Linked DNA regions of Oncorhynchus kisutch: region 2 is linked to region 1. A link is a contact called in public Hi-C data. All regions are on one chromosome and are shown on one strand. The core of a region is the stretch at or near the end of the contact, and the rest is flanking DNA. Distances in the headings are between cores, read along the strand shown. Region 1 holds the start of LOC109889539 (SLIT-ROBO Rho GTPase-activating protein 1). Region 2 holds the start of parp12a (poly (ADP-ribose) polymerase family, member 12a).

Region 1 (6,089 bases), core at 2,034-4,533:
AATGCTCACCAAATTTGAGACAAATACGCTTTTTATGCATATGGCAAATTTCGGGGATCTTTTATTTCAGCTCATGAAACATGGGACCAACACTTTACATGTTGCGTTTATATTTTTGTTCAATGTAGGTATAGATGGACCTTTTCTCAATTAGATTTGCTCATCTGCTGCGTCCTCTCTCCTCCGTCTTCTCTCACCTCTTGCGTCCTCTCCTCCGTCCTCTCTCGCCTCCTTTTGAAAAGGGTCCAAGTTAATCGAGGAGAGTTGGTGATGGATGGAAAGTGGTTTGCTTGAAATGAGACGGTCCTTCTCCGCTCGCGTCATTAGGCAAATTATGTTTACAGGGGTGGATTCCAAAAGAACTGTGTAAACGGACATATTGCAATAAAGTAACATGTTGTTTTTAAACATGTTTTTATCTTCTGACACAACAAAAGGTGATTCAAAAGTGGTGTGGCAGATTTCAAAACTCTTCCGTGGTAGGATACACATGAGTATCCTCAATGAAAGTTGGCAATCAAGGAAGGGAGGACACTTCCATTTGTCTACTAACGAATTGGCACTCCTCTACCACTTATCGTTTTCCAGGTCACGGAGGACGGAAAACGGTCTTTTGCCCAAACGAGAAAACCCCATAATGTACACAATTGTTACTCAGTTACAATGGGAATAGTTGAAAATATTAAAAGGTCTCTTTTCAAAAAGCATGTTGAACACCAAATATGCTCTATATTCTCATAGGGGCCTTATCAGGGATGTTGATCCTGTTAAAGAAAACAACTGATGTAAGTTGATGTCACTTTTTACATAAGATCATTTCATACATATATTTTCACTGATCTGTTGGTTCTAGTCTCATACAGTAGACGCACCTAATTTGAGGTTTATGTCACACACCACAGATTAGTGGATGGATGGGTGACTTGTAATATTGTATGGAATATATTTTATTTTTACAAAACCATTTTGAAGTGTAGAAACCGCCAAAGCTATTTCACCAATGGAAATATTGTTACACTGGTAGCAGGTGAGGCCTAATTTGTATAATAATTCCCTGGTGCCACTTTGATGCAATGAACAGCCGTGTTTATAATGTCAACACTGCCTTGGGGAGTATGTATATGTGGATCACACCCTGTACATACCTGGGGAACTTCTAGCAGGGATTTCCCCGATATTATCAGAATACATAATCGGCCATCTAGCAATTCTGGCAAATTCCAGATGGGCTGTACACACAAAACTGACACACAAAAATATTTGTATATATATACAAAAATAAATAAATGGTAGGTGACAAGGCCGGTGGCCCATTGGCCTGTTAAGGTGATATTTAAAATATATATTTTTTTACTCACAATTTCTCTGTTATACTAATCTATGATGAGCCTTTGGCTGGTCATTGAGCAATGACCGGTACCCCTACCAAGATTGTCAGGCCCGGTTTAATGATAGGCTGAGCTGAGGTCACGCGAACTCACATTCAAAGTGAAAACGCAGCATCGGCATAGACCTGTTCCGACTCTGTCATCAGTTAGAGAGCCAAGATCATGGATGGTTAAACATGGAAAGGGTGCCTGTAAACATAGAAAGAGCACATTCTACATTGTCCTCTCACTCTAAACGTTCTATTTTCAGGTGGCTAAAGCCATGACTCGGTCAAACAGTAGTGCATTATCCTCATGAGTCCTGTAATGAAAGTGTGTGCTGTGCCCCCCGTGTCTGTTTTGCTGGGGCCTGCTGCTGTAATGAGTGAGCCTCTCTCCTCTCCCCCATGCACTTGAGAGAGAAATGTGTCCTGGTCATATAACGTTTGAAAATGCAATTGCGGGAAAGACACTAGTGGAGGCTGCTGAAGGGAGGACGGCTCATAATAATGTCATTAACGCCGCAAATGGAATGGCATCAAATAGGTGGAAACCATGTGTTTGATACCATTCCACCCATTCTGCTCCAGCCATTACCACAAACCTGTCCTCCACAATTACGGTGCCACCGTAATTGTGTGTGGGGGGGGGGGACTTCTCCTGGATCCGCCCCTGCTTCCTATGTTTACCAAAAACCAAAGGAAGCATTCAAAGGAAATAACATCCTCACTACAATCAATTATGGGGAGGTTTGATAATGTTGTGGGGTTGCTTTGCTGCCTCTGGTACTGGGAGCCTTGCAGGGCCGGCTCTAGACTTTTGGGGGCCCGAAGCAAGGTTTAGTTGGGGGGGCACCCCTTCTCGTAGCAAAACATTTTATTGTCCTCCCTCTTAACAGTGGAGAGAATAAAAATTAAAAAAACATTTCCTGCAATTCTAAACATTTTGCCATGGGGCGGAGAGAAAACATTGCAGTTTTATAGCTTATTTCCTGCAATTCTACCCATATTGCGGGGTGAAGATAGCATTTTTAAAATTCAGTTTTAAAGCTAATTTTGTGCAATTCTACACATTTTGTAAGGACTTATGCTATGTCATGTTAATATGATATCTGAGTGGGAAAGACTAACAAAGTCATCGAGGGTCCCCCTGGAGGTCAGGGCCCCTGGGCACGTGCCCGGTTGGTATTCGGCCATGATTAAGACAAGTTTAGATAGCTGGCTAGACGAACCAGCAATCTAAACATTGTAGCTGACATGGCTAATTGAGTGACTGTCAGTGACTGACATAAAAAGAGAAGAACTGCTGATGCACAACCAAGTTCTAAAGCTAATCTCATGCTATTCTACACATTTTGCAAAGAGCTTGAGATAATCGAGTGTTTTTAAAGCAAATGTCCTGCTATTCTACATTTTTTCATTAGGCTAATAGAAAATGTAGAAGTTGTATACTTAACTAATCTCATGCTATTCTACACATTTTGCAATGAGGCTGAGAGAAATGTGCAATTTTAAAGCTAAGTTTAGATAGCTGGTTAGACTAACTACCAATCTGAACATTGTTAGCTGACATGGATAATTGAGTGACTGTCAGTGACTGACATAAGAGAAAAACTGCTGATGCTCAACCAAATTTAGAAATGGCAGTTTTTCTACAATTTTAACTCAATTTTAACTCAATTTTAAGTTGAGACCAGACAAGGTTCCTTTTTTGGGGAGGTGGGGGGGGGGGGGGTCCGACCAAATCATGGGCTGGTATAGGGTTGTTGGCGGATCGCAGTGATGTGGGCTGGTGTGGATAAAATGCCAGGCCCGAATTCTTGGCCAAGTCCGCCCCTGTAATCGGCCCTACTGGTTAGACAAAAAACATGTCAATCCATGTCTTGTTTCCGTTATGCCTCTTCGATCCCTCCCATTTCCACAGTGACTCTCCCGCAGCTGAGCTGCAGTCAGTCTTGTCTGTGAAAAACAACGAGGCAAATGTGAAGTGTGGGACCGGGGAAACTAGAGCACCAAAGGAAGTATACGATTAAAGTCTACATACTATATATTGGTTTTACTCAGCGTGCAGTAAAACCTCGCGCCTTCTCTACCTGCGTTGAAAATTGTAATGTTGTACTTTACTGCTTGTTTGATCTGATTATCAAAGGTTATGCTGTTGCACCGACTCGACATCTTCGCTCTGCCTGACGCGGCATAGCCAGCGGTTATCAGTGATTTCATTGATTGATATCAGGATTTCGTGTTGGCCTTGTCTTTTCCAGCAATAGTCTACTCGCGTAGGACAATGGACTGAACGTTTTCTTGAAAAGGAACTTTTTTTGTGTTGACTAATAGTTTAACTTCCGAACTACTCTGAATCGACCTGAAAATGTCTAATACAAAGTTCAAAAAGGATAAAGAAATCATTGCTGATTACGAGAGTCAAGTTAAAGGTACGTTTGTTTATAATGTTGTATGAACATAATTTATGTTCATTTTATTTTATCCCCAGGAGGCTAACTTCTATTCAATGACAAACCAAATCCGTGTGTCCAATGTCAACTCAGACCATAAGATGTATGGGTCAGTGGCATACTGCAGTTTCAAGGTCTGAGCAAGAATTGCAGTTCCATAACTAATCTCATACTATTGTACAGATTTTGCCATGAGGTTACGATAAAATGTTTATATTTTAGTTAATTTCCTCCAATTGCCATGGAACAGAGTTGTATAGCTATTCTACACATTTTTGCAATGAGGCTGAGAAATTATTTTAAAAAAAAGTGAATTTCCTGCTATTATACACATTTTGTGTGTTGCCATGGTTTATGTTCATATCAGTGGAGGCTGGTGGGATGAGCGATAGGAGGACGGGCTCATTGAAATGGTTGAAATGGAACGGTATCAAACATATGAAAAACACATGTTTGGCTCTATTCTATTCCAGCCATTACAATGAGCCCGTCCTCCTATAGCTCCTCCCACCAGCCTCCACTGATTAACACGCTATCTTGGGGGTGGGGGGGCTGCTGCTGTTCATGACGCTGTTCCTGCTACTGCCACCACACCCTTTAATCCATTTTAATTGTCTCTTGTGTTCATTAAATGGATCACAACATTTTCTTTGCAACTTTGGGTAGAAATCCAATAGCTCTGGCTTATTATGAAAATGAATTATGTGGTCAAGCCAGTCCTCCACGAAAGCAATTTCGTTTGTCCTTCTCAACCAAACTCTCCTTGAATAGTCCAACAAATGGCAGCTCTCTGAGATGGCTATTGGTATGGTGCAGTTCCCATATGAAGACCTTTCCTACAAGTCCCAAACTTTTGAATGAGAAATTAGCTAGTGACTAAAATGTGACAACCCTAATAAAATAATACAATTCTAAACCATTGCATAGCACTCAAATGGTTTTCAAAAAAAATATTTAAAAAGACATCTCTATATGTAGTGTGAACAGTGACATTTACCATTCAACCCATTACAAAACACTATACAGTGTTTGTTTGGGACTTTTACCATCGAAGACCATTAGAGACCATAACGTTGAAACCATTAGAATTGCTGTTGCCTAATGGTTCACTTGTTCAACAGGAATGTTCTAACTAATCCAGACCTTTTTTGAAGGCAATAAACCAAACACAGGGGCGCTGTTTTCTGGACACAAATTAAGCCTAAGAGCAGGACAAACAATGCCATGAAGTCCAAAAGTTATGGGTGGAGCTAGAAAGTTGTCATTCAGAAGTATTACAATGTAAACAAACTTTTAATCAGTCTGTCTGTATATTTCAAGACATGGCATATGAGGGTGCAGTGAGATACCCGGTGGGTTGGACGATATTTTTCTTGTCAATCATCTTGGGAAAAAAAACTATACATAACTGGAAATCAACAAATCCTCCATCCTTAACCTAATGGAAAGGTCAAATGCTTTATCTTAATGTTGAATGTGCGTGGGTGACTGAGATAATTAAAATGGTGTAGTTTGAGGCCATGTGGGGAAGAGTGATGCGAGCGCTGGAGATGGGTGTGAGCTGGTGTGTCTGGGCAGGTGTTATGTCATTGATGTTTGTGTGCATCTGTATGCTGTCCTTTGTATATATGTTTTTGTATTGTTTAAAAAATGTCATCTTACGAAAAAAGACTAACTGAATTGCTTTCCAAGAGGACTGGTTTGAATTGTGAGGATGACCACACCATTTATTTTCATCATGAGCAAAAGTTATTGGCTTTCTACCCAAAGCTGCAAAGAAGATGTGATCCATTTAATAAACACAAGAATCCAGCTAAATTTATTTAAGGGTGTGGTGGCAGTAGCAGGAACAGCGGCATCTATTGGGTAAAACTTTGTTCTTAATCACTAATTTATGGTAAATAATGCAAGTGACTTCAATGGCCATTTTATCTGAACAGGGAAAAACATCACCACATTCACATTCACGGGGCGGCAGGGTAGCCTAGTGGTTAGAGCGTTGGACTAGTAACCGGAAGGTTGCAAGTTCAAATCCCCGAGTTGACAAGGTACAAATCTGTCGTTCTGCCCCTGAACAGGCAGTTAACCCACTTTAATTTTCTCAGTCACCCACTAAGCCGTCATTGAAAATAATTTGTTCTTAACATGACTTGCCTAGTTAAATAAAGGTATTTTTTCTTTTACAAAATACGTAAAAAAAAGATGAAGAAGCAATACTCCAAGCAGCAGCTCCATACTACTTGTTAGACATAGAGAACTGATACTGT
Region 2 (5,684 bases), core at 1,842-4,341, 160 kb after region 1:
TAAAGAGCAAGGACAAACAAAAACAAATTCCCAATAAGCAATGTTTTCCTTGAAATACAAACTGCAACAGGTTTATTTTTGTCTATTGCAAAACATTTATGTATATTAAAAGTTAATATGATCTGAATTCTGGATTTTACAACCCTTTTTTCTGAGTTCTTTAATGTTTATTTGTTTACGATTTTAGTTTTGTTAGAATTGGATAGGATTTTTTGAACAAAGGATGTAGAAATTCAAAAATGTCTTAAGTTGCAGGTGTCCCACCCAAACCCGGATCGTATTCATTCGACACCAAATGGAAGAAGAATGACAAACGGAGGGAGTACCAAGAAGAAACACTCATTTAGTTTTCCGTTTTGCTACAGTGTCTCCTAATGAACATGAGCCTGTTGTATTCTGTGTTTTCTCTCTATGCCAATCATACACAGTAGTGTCCTGCCTGTTGACTAACTTTGTGTCCTTGTACATCTGTAGTATGTACACGTGAAAGTGCCTTTGAAAATGTTTTCGAGGAACTTGAACTATGTTCTGTACTGTTGCATTCTCATTTCAGACCCTGTGTTACGAGCAGTAGGAAGCGAGATGAATGAATTAATAATGATGATGCCATTTTAGAAAAAGTTATTAATTATTGAATAATAAAGATACTGCTTATACATTGTGACAATGCACTTTTATGTATAGAACTGTATATTTGGCATGAAATATCTTAACTTTTAGAGCTATTTGAGGGTTGTTCCTCAAGGGTTTTTCTTTCTAATAAAGGCAATCGTTCAGTCTGAATTGGTCTTTTGTCCTCTTGTGATTAAATGAGCACTGTGCATGTTGTCAGCAGCACTCTAAACCTCTGGTCATTGTGTTACAGGATATACTTCACTATTTACAACTCATTTTCAAGTTAATGTACATTATATCTTACTCTGAGGAAAATGGGTACAGTTGAAGTCCGAAGTTTACATACACTTAGGTTGGAGTCATTAACTCGTTTTTCAACCACTCCACACATTTCCTGTTAAAAAAAACTATAGTTTTGTCAAGTTGGTTAGGACATCTACTGTGTGCATGACACAAATACATTTTCCAACAATTGTTTACAGACAGATTATTTCACTTATAATTCACAGTATCACAATTCCAGTGGGTCGGAACAAGGCACAGTCAACTTAGTTATGTGAACAGCTTGGAAAATTCCAGATGACGTCATGGCTTTAGAAGGTTCTGATAGGCTAATTGACATAATTTGAGTCAATTGGAGGTTTACCTGTGGATGTATTTCAAGGCCGACCTTCAAACTCAGTGCCTCTTTGCTTGACATCATGGGAAAATTCAAAGAAATCAGCCAAGACCTCAGAAAAAGTCTGGTTCATCCTTGGGAGCAATTTCCAATTTCCATTTCCACCTGAAGGTACCACGTTCATCTGTACAAACAATAGTACACAAGTGTAGACACCATGGGACCACACAGCTGTCATACCGCTCAGGAAGGAGATGTGTTCTGTCTCCTAGAGATGAACATACTTTGGTGTGAAAGGTGCCAATCAATCCCAGAACAACCGCAAAGGACCCTGGGAAGATGCTGGAGGAAACCGGTACAAAACTATCTATTTTCACAGTAAAACGAGTACTTTTTGGAGAAATGTCCTCAGGTCTGATGAAACAAAAATAGATCTGTTTGGCCATAATGACCATTGTTATGTTTGGAGGAAAAAGGGGGAGGCTTGCAACCCGAAGAACACCATCCCAACCGTGAAGCACAGGGGTGGCAGATTCATGTTGTGGGGGTGCATTGCTGAAGGAGGGACAGGTGCACTTCACAAAATAGATGGCATCATGAGGATGGAAAACTATGTGGATGTATTGAAGCAACATCTCAAGACATTAGTCAGGAAGTTAAAGCTTGGTCGCAAATGTGTCTCCCGAATGAACAATGACCCCAAGCATACTTCCAAAGTTGTTGCAAAATGGCTTAAGGACAACAATGTCAAGGTATTGGAGTGGCCATCACAAAGCCCTGACCTCAAACCTATAGAACATTTGTGGGCAGAACTGAAAAAGTGTGTGTGAGCAAGGAGGCCTACAAACATGACTCAGTTACACCAGCTCTGTCAAGAGGAATGGGCCAAAATTCACCCAACTTATTGTGGGAAGCTTGTGGAAGGCTACCTGAACCGTTTGACCCAAGTTAAACAATTTAAAGGCAATGCTACCAAATACTAATTGAATGTATGTAAGCCTCTGACACACTGGGAATGTGATGAAAGAAATCAAATCTGAAATAAATCATTCTCTCTACTATTATTCTGACATTTCACATTCTTAAAATAAAGTGGTGATCCTAACTGACCTAAGACAGGGAATTTGTACTAGGATTACATTTCAGGAATTGTGAAACTGAGTTTAAATATATTTGGCTAAGGTGTATGTAAACTTCAGACTTCAACTGTATAAGACCTAAGCTGATGTGTTTGAAAGTCCATAAGAATAAACCGCACCATTCAATGCACACAAATTAAGGGGTTACATATAGTAAATGCAATTCAGTTCCTTATTCTCTAGCGGCTAGTCCATATTTAAGTCTGACGTAGATTTAGTGCTGCTGCTTATAGTGCCTTCAGAAAGTATTCATGCCCCTTGACTTACTCCACATTTTGCTGTGTTACAGCCTGAATTCAAAATGGATTAAATATTTTTTTCTCCACCCCCTACACACGATACCCCATATTGACAAAGTGAAAACATGTTTTACAAATGTTTAGTAATTTATTAGAAATGTCTCATTTACATAAGTATTCACACCCCTGAGTCAATACTTTGTAGAAGCAACTTGACAGGTAACAAAAGTTGCCTGCGGAGGTCTACTGTTCATTGCTATACTGTACTGCCATCGTGTGACCATTAGGTATTATTACATGAATTTATGTATTTCATGTTTTACATAACACAGTGGAATAAAAAGCTGAGGTTATGCTAAATCCTATGTTGGTCATATTAACAGAGGACCTGGTGGTGTGAATTTTCAACAACTACCAAATTGTCCATGTTGAAAGCAGAGGTTTAAAGTGTCGTCACTAGGAGCTGATCACTAGCTTCCACAGTCATAAACCCCGCCTATTTCTACTTTAAATGTTAAACCTAACCTTAACCTCACTGCTAACCAAAAAGACAGAATTATATTGTTTTCATTAATTTTTACAATATTATAGAACGTTTTGACGTTATGGCTGTGAAATCCTGTGGAACCAGGTTTAAAGGGCTTTGACTTTGAGTTTCGTTTCTCCGGAAGCGTGACTGACGCCCAATTGCAAATTGGGTGAGGTGAGGATCATATAATATAATTTCCCCGACCGAAACACGATGTCTTCTGTCGTGTCTCGATATGTAACACAAATTCTGTGTGGAAATCAAGGATGCTTGGACTTCAAGCAGCTTGACCGGATCGTTGGTCAAAAGTTCACTGTTTCAGATGACGTCCTACTTGGAATACTTTGTGACAGAGGAAAATATGCCATCAGTAAAGGCGAAGGAAAGGCCTCGCGTCTCGCTATGAGCCAGAACAGTGTTATTGTTGCAAAGACTTCACTGCGAGTCTGTCAAAGCCCTCCTGGCGATTGTCTTCATTGCGAGAACTTACACTTGTGCAGATACTTTGTATGCGGTAACTGCAGGTTCGGGTAGGTGTCATGTTCTGTGAGACTATATAAACATTATGTTTTTTATCTCATAGTGGAACTGCAGATGTTTTATATCATAGGTAAATACTGAGGTCAAATTAGTTTTATATTGGATATTCGGTTCTCTCATCAATAGCTATTGATAGCTATAAAAATGGTATATTCTGTATCCGGTGAATGGAGAACAATCCACTACTTTTATTTTTAATAACAAAAATTGAATTAAAATCTTGAATAGTTCTTAAAACAAAGCGTGCCGTGACTATGAAAATCATGTGTTCTGAATCAAGGGAGATGGAGGATTGAGTTTTCTCCCATCTTCCCATGATCCAGGATATATAATTTTAAAAGTCACGGCACGCTTTATTTAAGAGCTATTGAAGATTGAAATCCAGAAAAATAAAATCTACATTTCAACAACAAAAAAGGTGTGGATTTTTCTCCATCCCTTGATTCAGAATATCATTTTCATAGTCACGGCACGATTTGTTTACGTGCTATTGACAGAGAGAACTGAATATCCAATATAAAAACATTTTTACCTAAATGGTAAACCGAATTTAGTAATGTCTGTTGATAATTCGGGTGTAGAATCTGATATTGTTACAATTTGACCACAAACACACCTGTTGTAACTGGCCCTGTGACTAATTTATTTGATATCTCAAGCAATGAGTATCAGATATCATAAGCTTTGATTGGACTAGTTAGTGAATAGATATAACAACAACATTTTTGCTGAGGAGCCAACAGCATTTGTTGACCTGACTAATGCTTGAAAGTTAGTCATGTGAATCTTCTGTTGTCTTGGTTTAATTTGCTGATCTTTTGTCAATGTACTTACATTGTTCGCATTTCTCTTTAAACTCAAGGAACAAGTGCAAAAATGCCCACAGTCTAGATTCCCCACACAACACAGCTCTTATAAGGAGTGTGGATCACCATGAGCTGGGGGAGGCAGAGCTGTTTCCACTACTGCTGCAGAACGACCCCTACCTGATGCCTGAGGTGGGTGGCTCCCAAAATGACCTCTACCAATTAGTGGATCTAAAAAGATTGGATAGGTTACTGGGAAGGTTAGCAGTAAGGTAATACTGTAAGGTCACCTCCTTACTCTGTAATAGCTGGAATTTCTGCCATACTGTTTATTAAAGGTCAACTGGCCTTTAGAATCAACTTCTCTGGTTTTAAATGGCCTATATGGCATCGATATGAGTCAAACATGAATTATAGTGTCAAAATTGTGAGTTCATCGCGACTTACTAGAGGGTTGCCATGTGGACATTTTGTTGTCAAGTCTGCATGAGTGCAATGCACGCACATTTCGCTCTGCAAATAGGAGTGAAAATGGGCTTCCATAAAGCTGATGCCAACTTCCATGCATTTCAACAATATTGCCAGATGGCCAGGAATTGATTACATATGACAGTCATTTCTGATGCCTATCAACTGTCAAACCACTGATGTTGGTGAGTATATTAGCTAAGTAAATCGCTGTTATTAGCTAGCTAGTATCTACTTTTGGTTATACATTATTTGATAATGCTAGCGAGCCAGCCTAGCTATGAGATTAAATGGGAATGATACTGTAGCTAGCTACCTTGCTAACAACAGCTACCTGTAGGCCATTGGCATTCAGGGTCAATACAGGGCAGGCACTTGGAGGCTAGCTAATCATAGGATGTCGCCAGCTTGCTTTCAATAATGATTCAACTTGAACTGGCTAGCTAACATGAACTAACTAACGTTAGCTAGCTATCCAACTGATTTCAACTCAGACAAAGGTACAGTATGATAACTAACCAGAATTTGCTAAGGTAGCTAGCTAGCTAGCATTCGGGTGCTTCGTCTGCTAACCGAAAACAACATGCCTGCTCTCATAAACGTTTATCATGTAAAAAATAAATGACGGGTGGTACTTGTCTACTACAAATACAGCCATGGCTCTGAAAGCAAATGGCAAAATATATCAGCAAGCATCAATTCTATAGTTGCAGGCCCTCTTTTAGCATA

The links. A called contact is a pair of places that touch in the nucleus more often than the background predicts.
Region 2: a Hi-C map of muscle shows a contact between it and region 1, with 6 times the contacts expected there. The contact joins the promoter of parp12a here to the promoter of LOC109889539 in region 1. A contact is called at or near these places in 2 of 2 Hi-C or Micro-C datasets (liver and muscle).

Annotation. Positions count from the first base shown.
Region 1 is chrLG4:41,523,701-41,529,789 of Okis_V2, forward strand. It overlaps LOC109889539 (SLIT-ROBO Rho GTPase-activating protein 1), which reads left to right and starts at 3,284. Exons shown (of 22, transcript XM_031822956.1): 1 at 3,284-3,801. The coding sequence starts at 3,738.
Region 2 is chrLG4:41,685,655-41,691,338 of Okis_V2, forward strand. It overlaps parp12a (poly (ADP-ribose) polymerase family, member 12a), which reads left to right and starts at 3,092. Exons shown (of 12, transcript XM_020481033.2): 1 at 3,092-3,671; 2 at 4,544-4,679. The coding sequence starts at 3,355. It overlaps LOC109889539 (SLIT-ROBO Rho GTPase-activating protein 1), which reads left to right. Exons shown (of 22, transcript XM_031822956.1): 22 at 1-127.